Regions from separate parts of the Zea mays genome. Here region 1 is linked to region 2. Evidence: chromatin contacts called from public Hi-C data. All regions are on one chromosome and are shown on one strand. Each heading gives the region's core, a stretch centred on a gene start, on an enhancer-like site or on the middle of the called end of the contact. The rest is flanking DNA. Distances are from core to core; before and after follow the strand shown.

The links. Hi-C and Micro-C count contacts between places; a contact is called where the count stands out from the background.
Region 1: a contact with region 2 is called in a Hi-C map of leaf, with 7 times the contacts expected there. The contact joins the promoter of LOC100281464 here to the promoter of LOC100282515 in region 2. A contact is called at or near these places in 13 of 25 Hi-C or Micro-C datasets (bundle sheath, ear, endosperm and 5 more) and 1 of 3 datasets of contacts at active chromatin or transcription factors (leaf).

Annotation. Positions count from the first base shown.
Region 1 is chr3:205,003,245-205,008,013 of Zm-B73-REFERENCE-NAM-5.0, reverse strand. LOC100281464 (6-phosphofructokinase) reads right to left here and starts at 1,303. Exons shown (of 15, transcript NM_001361342.1): 1 at 628-1,303. The coding sequence starts at 957.
Region 2 is chr3:204,841,331-204,846,104 of Zm-B73-REFERENCE-NAM-5.0, reverse strand. It overlaps LOC100282515, which reads left to right and starts at 2,241. Exons shown (of 6, transcript NM_001361151.1): 1 at 2,241-2,695; 2 at 3,476-3,598; 3 at 3,823-3,916. The coding sequence starts at 2,474.

The DNA.
Region 1 (4,769 bases), core at 54-2,553, 160 kb before region 2:
TAATTTCTCTTATAATATACTATAGTTTATAGAAATAAAAATTTGATTGTTAGGAAGTATTTCTAAATACAAATATAATCTAACACAACTACTTTCGTAATCGAAAGTGATTCACGCTTTCATAATGCAAACCTTTGATATAATTAAGGCTAATTCTTAGTCAAAGATAAGTAGGTTTGAATTTTGAAATAAGTGTGTGCCTTATATTCGGGGACAGAGGGGGACGGAGGGAGTAAAACCACCGCCCCATAACAGAGAAACTTCACGACTTTTTTGAAATGGTGCCGAAGCTGACTCTGGATGTTTGAGACTGCTCCAGAAAATTTGGTGAAATTGATGGATCAGATTATTAGGTGCTCTAAAAGATCGTACAACTCGAGTTGTGAGCCTAGATAAATCATTTTGTTTATCATTTAGATTAAAAAATAAACTATTTAAATTTATATTATAAACTGCCGCTCCACAGCTGCAAGCTGCAGCAGTCCCAGATCCTTATTCGACATCTCAAGCCTAAAACGATCCCCAATTCCATCATTGTAATCATGGTATTAGCATTTTTCATCGAGGAACAACAGATCGGGTAATGGGAGCAACCAGAAGGCACGGGAGGGGGGTTGCGACGCTCACGGGGAGGTCCGGGAGGTAGTCGGTGAGGTGCGGGACGTCGTCGAGCACGTATCCGTAGTCGCCCTCCTCGAGCTTGACGAAGGCGGCGTCATCATCGTGGAGTGTCATGGTCGACGCGTTCCGCAGCGCGCGGAGGTTCGGGTACGAGTCGCGGGAGATCCGGACGCACGTTGCCGAGAACGGCAGCGCCGCCTTCCCGGGCCCCTGCTCCTGGTACGGCCGGTGGTCGTGGTCCGCCTCCACCGCCGCTCCCAACCCGACCTCCGCCACCGCTGCCGCAGCCGCCTCCTCCTCCTCCTCCTTGGGCAGGATGATGTGGGACGACGCCATGGCAGAACTCCGAAGCCTCGCTGCCGAGCTCCACTGCTCGTGGGCGTGTGGATCTCCCGCGGGTGGTAGGAAAATGGTTTCCACTCCGGAAGCCGACGGGGAAGAAAGAACTAAAAGAAGCGTGGGTTTAAAATAGTCGGCGAGGGGCGAAGCGTGGAGAAGAGGAAAGGGAGAAGGGAATGGTCTGGAGTTCTGGAGGGAAGGGTGGTTTCCGGTTTGATGTGATGGTTTCCGGTGTCCGCGAGAGGGGAGGGTGGCGGTGACGCCGGCCGGCGTTGCTGATGATGTCTGCCCGTGATTTTCTTCTTCGGGGTGATTGTTTATGGGGTTGACTGGTTTTTGGATTTTGTATAGATTATGTATATAGCCTTTAAATAGATGGATGATCGGGTACCTTGTTTAACCGAATTTCGCTGTCTGCTGTGCGTCTGTCGTCTATAGAAGGTCTCACTAAATATAACCGGCATTTGTTGTGTTTTATCGTTTCTTTTTGATAGGTCAATGAACCAAATCTTTAATATCTGTATGTTAATATATATCTTATATTTGCAAAAAAAAACTCGCTATTATGCCTATCTCTTTATATATAATCCATCTATACTAGGAGTCCACTAGCCCGTATAATCATGATAGTTATCATCTTGACTAGCATTTCTATTTTTCCATGTAATCTATTTGCATCCCACTACCATTTATAATTATAGTAGTTTATTTTCTTAGTCAAGCTATTTAGAGCAACTCTAAAAGGGTCTCTATTCTTCCTAGCGGGTATAAATAAAGATTTAAAAAATAAATATACATATTTCAACAACTTATTAAAATGGTTGTTTAAATATGGTCGTATTCTATTCTGATTTTCTAGCTAGACATAATAGAAAGCTCTCCGAAGTGGAAATAAGATATTAAAAAAATTGTTGGGGATTGGGAATTTATAGAAAGTGGCTGTTATACATATGACTCTCCAAATAATAATTTAGAAAGTGAAATTTAGAAAAAATATTAGAAATACTCTTGCGTTATCCAGTATTAAACATGTATTTTAGTTGTTTACGCTAGTATCTTTCTGATTAATTAAAAAGAGAAGAAAATATCATATTCACGTCCTCCCTGGAAATCCATATTGCCCGAGTTAGATATTATTCTGCACATTCAAAATATTCCATATGATTCCAAGTACAAGCCGTTGTTTGAAAAAAAAGGGCATCTTCTTTGCTCATATCTATTACTCTCTCTTGTTTTAAAATAGTATTTATTTTAGCTTTTGATTTTTATATCTATATTTAATTAATGTGATGATGATTGTACGCTAAATATTATATGAACCGACTAAAAAGTCAAAACTATTTTATTTTGAGACAGAGAGAAGGCACAAAGGTCGTTCGTTGGATCCATTGGCAAAGAAGAAATCGTTTGATCCATTCGGGAAAAAAAATGTCGTTTGATATCGGAAGAATATCGTTCGATAGCGGATCGCGTGGATTGGCCGGTAGTTGCCTGCCACTCGCCGCCGGCTCGCGCATCTCGGCACGTGGCTGCGCGACTCCTTTTCACTTTCAGAAATGGACGGCGCGCGTAGCAGAAGAACTCAGAAGTAAACAAGGCGCAGGTGCATGGGCAGCACCACGAGCCGTGTGAAGCATACGACGACCACGGTCAGGGCTGATTTGGTGATTAGGGATCCCTAGGGGATCAATGGGAGAGGAATCCCCTTGCAATTCAATTTTGAATAGCAAGAGGATTTCTTCCCCTCGGGATCCCCGGTCACCAAATCAGCTCAAGGATCAGGGGTCCATTCCCGGTGGCCAGAAGCCCCGAACACGCGACGAACTAGGACTGGACGTTCGAGTTTACCCGAAATTTCAGGTCGGGTTTTTTGGGTTTTTTATATTTCGGGTTTCCAACAGTAGAACCCGTACTCGTACCTAAACTTTTAGGTACCCGCAATTTCGGATACCCGTAATTTCGGGTTTGGGTTTGGGTAAAATTCGGGTACCCGCTATTATAAATCATACACAACAGAAATTAAACTGCTATTGTTACATAAATTTTAAACTGAGACAAAGTACTATTGTTACATAAATTTTAACTAAGATCCACGGAAGATCCACGGAAGGTAATCATTAAGTAAACTGCTACTGTTCCAAAGCAACGCAACATAAATTAAACTCCAACAGCTTTGTGCTAACTGCTAACAGCCAACACCCAACAGTTCATATGGCCAACGATTTATCTTGGGACTGCCACTGGTGATGGCCGACTGCGCGCGCGGTGCCGCGGTGCGCCGGTGCTGCTGCCCCTGCTGCCTGCTGGAGAGTGCTACGCGCCTGGGACTGGGAGCCTGGAGTGCCGCGGTGCGCGCGGTGCAGCCTGGAGTGCCGCGGAGTGCCTGCTGGAGTGCGCGCGCGGTGCCGCGGTGCCTGCTGGAGTGCGCGCGCGGTGCCGCGGTGCCGCCGGGGAGCCTGGGACTGCCTGCTGGAGTGCTGCGATGTCGTGGAGCCTTGGACCTTGGTTGCTGCTTGCTGGCCTGCTGGGAGCCTAGGAGGAGGAGGACGCCGTCGGCCGCGCTGGGAGCTAGGGTTTCGACTTGCCTGGGACTGGGACTGGGACTCTGGGAGGACCGGACCGCCTGGGGCTGGGACAGGGAGTAGGCACTGCGTTGTTGGGCTTGGGCTGCCTAGCGGCTAGCGCTCAGCCTGGCCCGTGGCGGCGTGCTGCCTAATTTCGGGTAATGGGTACTTCGGGTACCGTCGGTGAATACCCGATTAAGCTCAAACTTAGTTCGGGTATTCAATTTTGTTACCCGTTGGAATTGTTCGGGTAACGGGTATCGGGCTAAACGGGTACGGGTTCGGGTATTTTGGGTAACGGGCTTCGGGCTCGGGTTTTATGCCCAGTACTACGACGAACTGCGTTGCAATCCACGCCCGTTTAGGTGCAGCCGACGACAACGACAACGAATGGTCGAAGGTCCATCTCACGCGGTCAGGAAAAAGCAGGGAGCCGTCTGTAACAGAGAGTAGATACGTGGAGAAGGGGCAATAAGGAAGAAGGAGATAGGGCAGGGACAGAGGAGGATTTGTATTTCTGAAGGTTCAAAACTTGCTTACAGACTCCTGTTCGGCTGGGATATTTATTTCCCGAGTCCACGCACGCACCAGAGTTCACGCAGGAACTCACACACCGCCCCATGGGCCGCACAGCGCTCACGCAGGAGCGTTACACCTGCCACTCTGGGCCGCACACACGCATGTTGGGCCTCCGCATGCGCTTGATAGTCTTCTGCTCCTCTAGGGACACCGGCGCAGCCATCTTCTCCGTCAGGTCTTGCACACGAGCCGTATCCTTCCCATCCTCAGACAGCTGCATATCAGCTTCCTCCACCTTGCCTGTGACAATCCCCCGGCGATGAGAACCTGCTTGCCCCCAAGCAGGTGCGTGAGGGAAACGTTGATGAAGCAGCAGCGCATCTTCCCATGTAGCCAAAGACGCGGGCATGCCAGACCACTGAATGAGGATTTGAGACAGTCCATCAGCGTTCAGGCGACGCTGTAGAATCCTTTCAGGTACCTGAAAACCTGTCAGAGACTGAGGCAGCTGAGCAACAGGAACCGAAGCTGCCACTGCTTTTTTAAGTTGTGATACATGGAAGATAGGATGAATGCGAGATGAAGCCGGCAACTCAAGTTTATAAGCAACCGAACCAACTGTGGAGAGAATTTTGAATGGACCAAAATAACGAAAGGCAAGCTTCTGATTGGATCTGGGTGCCAGGGAAGACTGAATGTAAGGCTGCAACCGTAAATACACATAGT
Region 2 (4,774 bases), core at 992-3,491:
CTGTATCTTCATGTTTCATCTATGTAATATGTAGTCCTCAACAACGAACAATATATATGAGCTAGGACTGTACTCTTTTCTTTTCTAGGGTTTTCTCATGAGGTGTGAGTTTTTACCTAGAAAGGTTTTTAACGAGACAGTCATTGCACAAACAGCTCTTTTAAGTATAACTAGTCGGTTGCCCGTGCGTTGCGACGGCTCACAATAATACCCACATAAACTATCCACCAAAAAGATCTCAAGGTTCTTTATTGACTGTCTCCGCTCTTCACATAATATTTTTTATGAACGCACGTGTACCATAGGTAGTAAATCAGAGACTCCATCCCTCGCCTCCCCCCACTTCCAAGGTTTCATAGAGCAGGAGGGGAAGGGAAGAGGCGGGCATACCTGTTCGTTGCCGGAGAAGGACACGATGAAGACCTGGGCATCTGGAGGCGACATAGGTAGTATACCGCTAGATACATATAAGGAGAGAGCACGCAAGTGGGGAAAGAAGCCTAGCCGGAGCAGCTCCAAACTGAGAGGCACCCGCACCAGGCACCAGTCCGAGAAGGGCGAGAGAATGCGAGTATCTTCCCAACCCTGGACCCGCCGAAGCGACACACCACCACCACCAACTCCATAGCATATGTCGACTGCTGCCACGGGACGAGCCTTGGTTGTCCAGTATCTCAGACCTGGACTCCTCATCGCCAAGATAACCTAAACGTGGCAGGCGCCACCATGTCCTCCTCGACGGCACACACAGAGAAAGGCCAGGAGCATGACGAAGGTCAACGAGCATTGGTCGGCTCGCGGCTGTGACCGTGGGCGAGGGCAGCAGGTCGGGGAGGAAGAACAGGACGAAGACTGGGAAGACGAACAGGACGTCCGACAACGACGAAAATGATGGTGCACACATAACGTGAAACGTCCTCGTGGACATGGAATAGCCACTGCGCGAGTCGGTGTCGGGGTTGGTGTCAGACGAATACGGGGAGGAGGCGCTTGCTCCTACGCCCTCTGCCGAGAATGGGGTGGTGCGGAGGTAGAGGCATGAGGGGAGAGAGAAAAGAAACAGGATGGTGAACGAGGTGGTGGCAACTGAGGCGAGGACCATCTTTATTGTGCAGAGGTATAGATAGCCAAATGGGCTGTGTCTAGCGAGCCGGCCCGAGGCACGACCCATTTAATAGTGTCTGGTCCAACCCTGCACGAGCGTCGTGCAGTGCTTGGGCCGTGGCCTCGGCCCGTAGTGCTGGCCCGACATGATTATTTTTTTATTTTACAAAAAAATCATATATACATATGCACAATTTATATTCAATATTATAAACACTTGAACATGATGTTATACTGGTTAGATAGCTTCGCTCAGTGTCTCTCGCCTTTTTTCTCTTAGGGTGTGGGTTCAAACCCCACCTCCTGCACGGTGATTTAACCAAATGGCCCGACGGGCTGGCTTGACGCCTTTTTTCTCTTAGGGTGTGGGTTCAAACCCCACCTCCTGCACTATTATTTAACATTTTACACTGATTTAACCAAATACTTTACGGTGATTTAACCAAATGGCCCGACGGGCTGGCTTGACACGGTCAGTAGGCTAGTGTGTCGGTGTCGGGCCTAGCGGGCCCGTCTGTTCGTCGTTTGCAGAGGTGATGTGTGTCTGCGCCTGCCGTCGTGCCAGCTCTCCAGTGCGACATCTCATCATCTGTTGTGGCGGCAGCGCCGCGCCGCCGCGGACGGTGGCTTCCGAGCCCAGTAGCTGGTACTCGGCCGCGCACAAGTAAAAATACCATATAGATGCATGCTTGAGGTTTTCTTTTTAAATTTAGGCTAATTTTTAGATTTTCAACATTTGTTTAAAGGAGTTGTTGAGTATACACGTTAAGAGCACCTCTAAGGGGTGAATTTGGGAGCCACAAAACTAGAGTAGATTGGAGGAAGAATCATGGGATAAGAAGCGGATTATTGCACTAAATATTTTAGCTGGCCCTAATAATCATTTTTAGAGGAGATATTTTAGCATGCTTTTGGAGCTTACAAAGGCATCAACGCGGATCACCAAAAACATTAGGAATTTGTTGTTGCACCTAGCCACCTACCACACCCAACAAGAAAAGGGGAGCGGTTTTGCAAAACTGCAAATAACCGAGTACCTCACAAGAAAAACGCACCCACGTTTCCGCCACCAATAACTCCACCAACTAAAAACAGCGAGCCAGCTCCGCTTCCTTCCGAATCAGCAATCCGTGCCACCTGTTTCCGCATTCCGCCATTCCGCCTTCTGCTGCTGGGGTTTTAGACAAAAATCACTCGTCCCATTTCTCGCGTCCCCAGGCCACGGTCGCGAGCAAGGCTACCCCACTGTCTCGATCCACCGATTTCCCTCCCTCTTCTGTGCCTCCACGGATCTTCTCGTTGTGGAAGCGGAGGCGGACGCTGGAGGCGTCTCGGCGCGAGGATTTGCGAGCTGCTGCGGTGGTGGGAAATGAGGATCTGCGAATCGGGAGACGGTGACGACGTTGCGGGCCTGGTGTTTCAGCAAGAGCAGCAGGAGGAGGTCCAGGCGAGCGGCGAGCTCGTACGGCTTAAGGCGAAGCACGCGCTCGTCGGCGCCGGCGCGAGGGTGCTGTTCTACCCGACGCTGCTCTACAACGTCTTGCGCAACCGGTTCGAGGCGGACTTCCGGTGGTGGGATCGCGTCGACCAGGTACTGGCCCTTCCTTGCTTTGTTCTGCGTGGATTGTGTGGTTTGTTGTATTCCGGATGGTATTGTACGTTCTGATTTAATTTGCTCGTAAGTGGTAGTGATGTGCTTATTGACTTATTCCTGTGGCTGAGTTCAGTACTGTTAATGTTGGATTTCTCATGCTCGGATAGTCGGTGTTTTATCAGTTTTTCCCTATGAAGTTATGCACTTGCTAGTGAGTTCTACGCAGGGATTGGCTTTGCTTTGTTACCTCGTTTGTGCTTAAGAGTGACTTTTACTCAGCAGAAGGGAAATATATCGCCCAACAAAGTTCGTTTATGTTTAAGAGTGACTTCTACTCAGCAGCGAGGAAATATATCATCTCATAGCCTCATTGCCCCCCTGTGAGCAGTGATTGTTCACGTGCTTGCTTTTGTCAGACGTTCCGACTCTAACCCAGTGTGACTTGTGAGAAGGCTGAGGGGGGTCCCCCCCGTCCTACGTTTTTTCTTGTGAAAAACGATTTGATTCCTGTAAAATTCCTGCCCTCCAAAGGGGACTTAGTATTTGGTATATCATTTAGCACCAAGGATGAATAGTCACAAGCCTAGGGCCCTGGAATCCTGGATCGTTGCCTTCACAAGAGTACCAAACTGCAAATCTTGAGTCCTTGACTGGTGTTATTAGTTGTTTCGTTTTTCTTCAGTCTTCGCACAACCTAGTATTGTAAATTTCTAATTATGTATCAGAATGTGCACTCTGAAATGCCTCTGTCTAATCTTTTTTCTGATGTACATCCAGTTTATTTTGCTGGGCGCTGTTCCTTTCCCAAGTGATGTTCCACGGTTGAAGCAGCTTGGAGTTCAAGGGGTTGTAACGTTGAATGAACCTTATGAAACTCTTGTCCCAACATCTTTATACCAGGTACTATTCCATCTTATGCTAGTTATGTGACTCCATTTGCGTTTAAAATTAGAGTTATCATGTTAGAACTCTGGGCTCCATTATCTACTTATTTTGAGATTCTGCACTGGCCAAGGCTATCCTTTTGCATGTATATTATGTTGGTTCAGAGTTCAGGGGACTCAATTGAACTCTTGTGCATATGCAATGCGAAAACATGTATAAATAACAATTTCTCTTACCAGGCTAATGAGATTGAGCACCTGGTAATTCCAACAAGAGATTACCTCTTTGCACCTTCATTCGAGGATATTTCTCAAGCCATAGATTTCATCCATCGTAAGTTCTTGCCCTTTCTTGTTTATTTTTAAGGGAATAAGTACACGATAGCAAATTCACACCTTTTCCTGAAACATAACCCCAGCGCTGATCAGTTTTCTATTATTTTATTTTCGTTGCATCCGTGGTACCTTTTGTTATGTATTTCCCCCAAAGAGCAACCGTTGAATTATAGGTAGGAGAGTTTATTGTGGTTGACTCAAAAACTTAGGGAAGCAAAGCAGGTAGCAGTTAACTCAGAAAAGGAAAGCTGGTTATTATTTTGATCACTGGTCAACTAATGTTTATGTTATTAGGTATGCATGGCCAATTAAATTTTGATGTGGTAGGTATGGTTACAAAGAAGCTGCAGCACTATCTTTTAATGCACAGTCCACTCCCAACCTCCGGATTAAGGTTCTGTTAGATGTCGTTGTATATGATGTCATGCATGACAACTATGTCAAATCATTGTAGATATGCTATTGAAAAAAATTGAAATGAGCCTAGCCATTACACAATGTCTGTCAGTAATTCAAACGAAGTAGAATCATAACCTATCAAAGCACATCTATAATCTAAAATCTTTGCTTTGTGTCAAACAGCAATCTATGACAGGGTGGATTCAGGACTTCAGCTGAATGCATAGCCACTTTTGCCAAAAAGTTATGCATATATAATATATATTATGTAGATGTATTAAAAAAATAAAGATGACACAAAATGATAGGCTATTCAAGTATTCAACCCAAAATCAATTATACAATTAGTACTGTGATTTTTAATCGAATATACATTGCCAGAAACTACGATTTATGCAATCAGCACAAAAAAAACCTTTTAGCCTTTGAAATTCTGAATACACGCTCTCAAATTGGT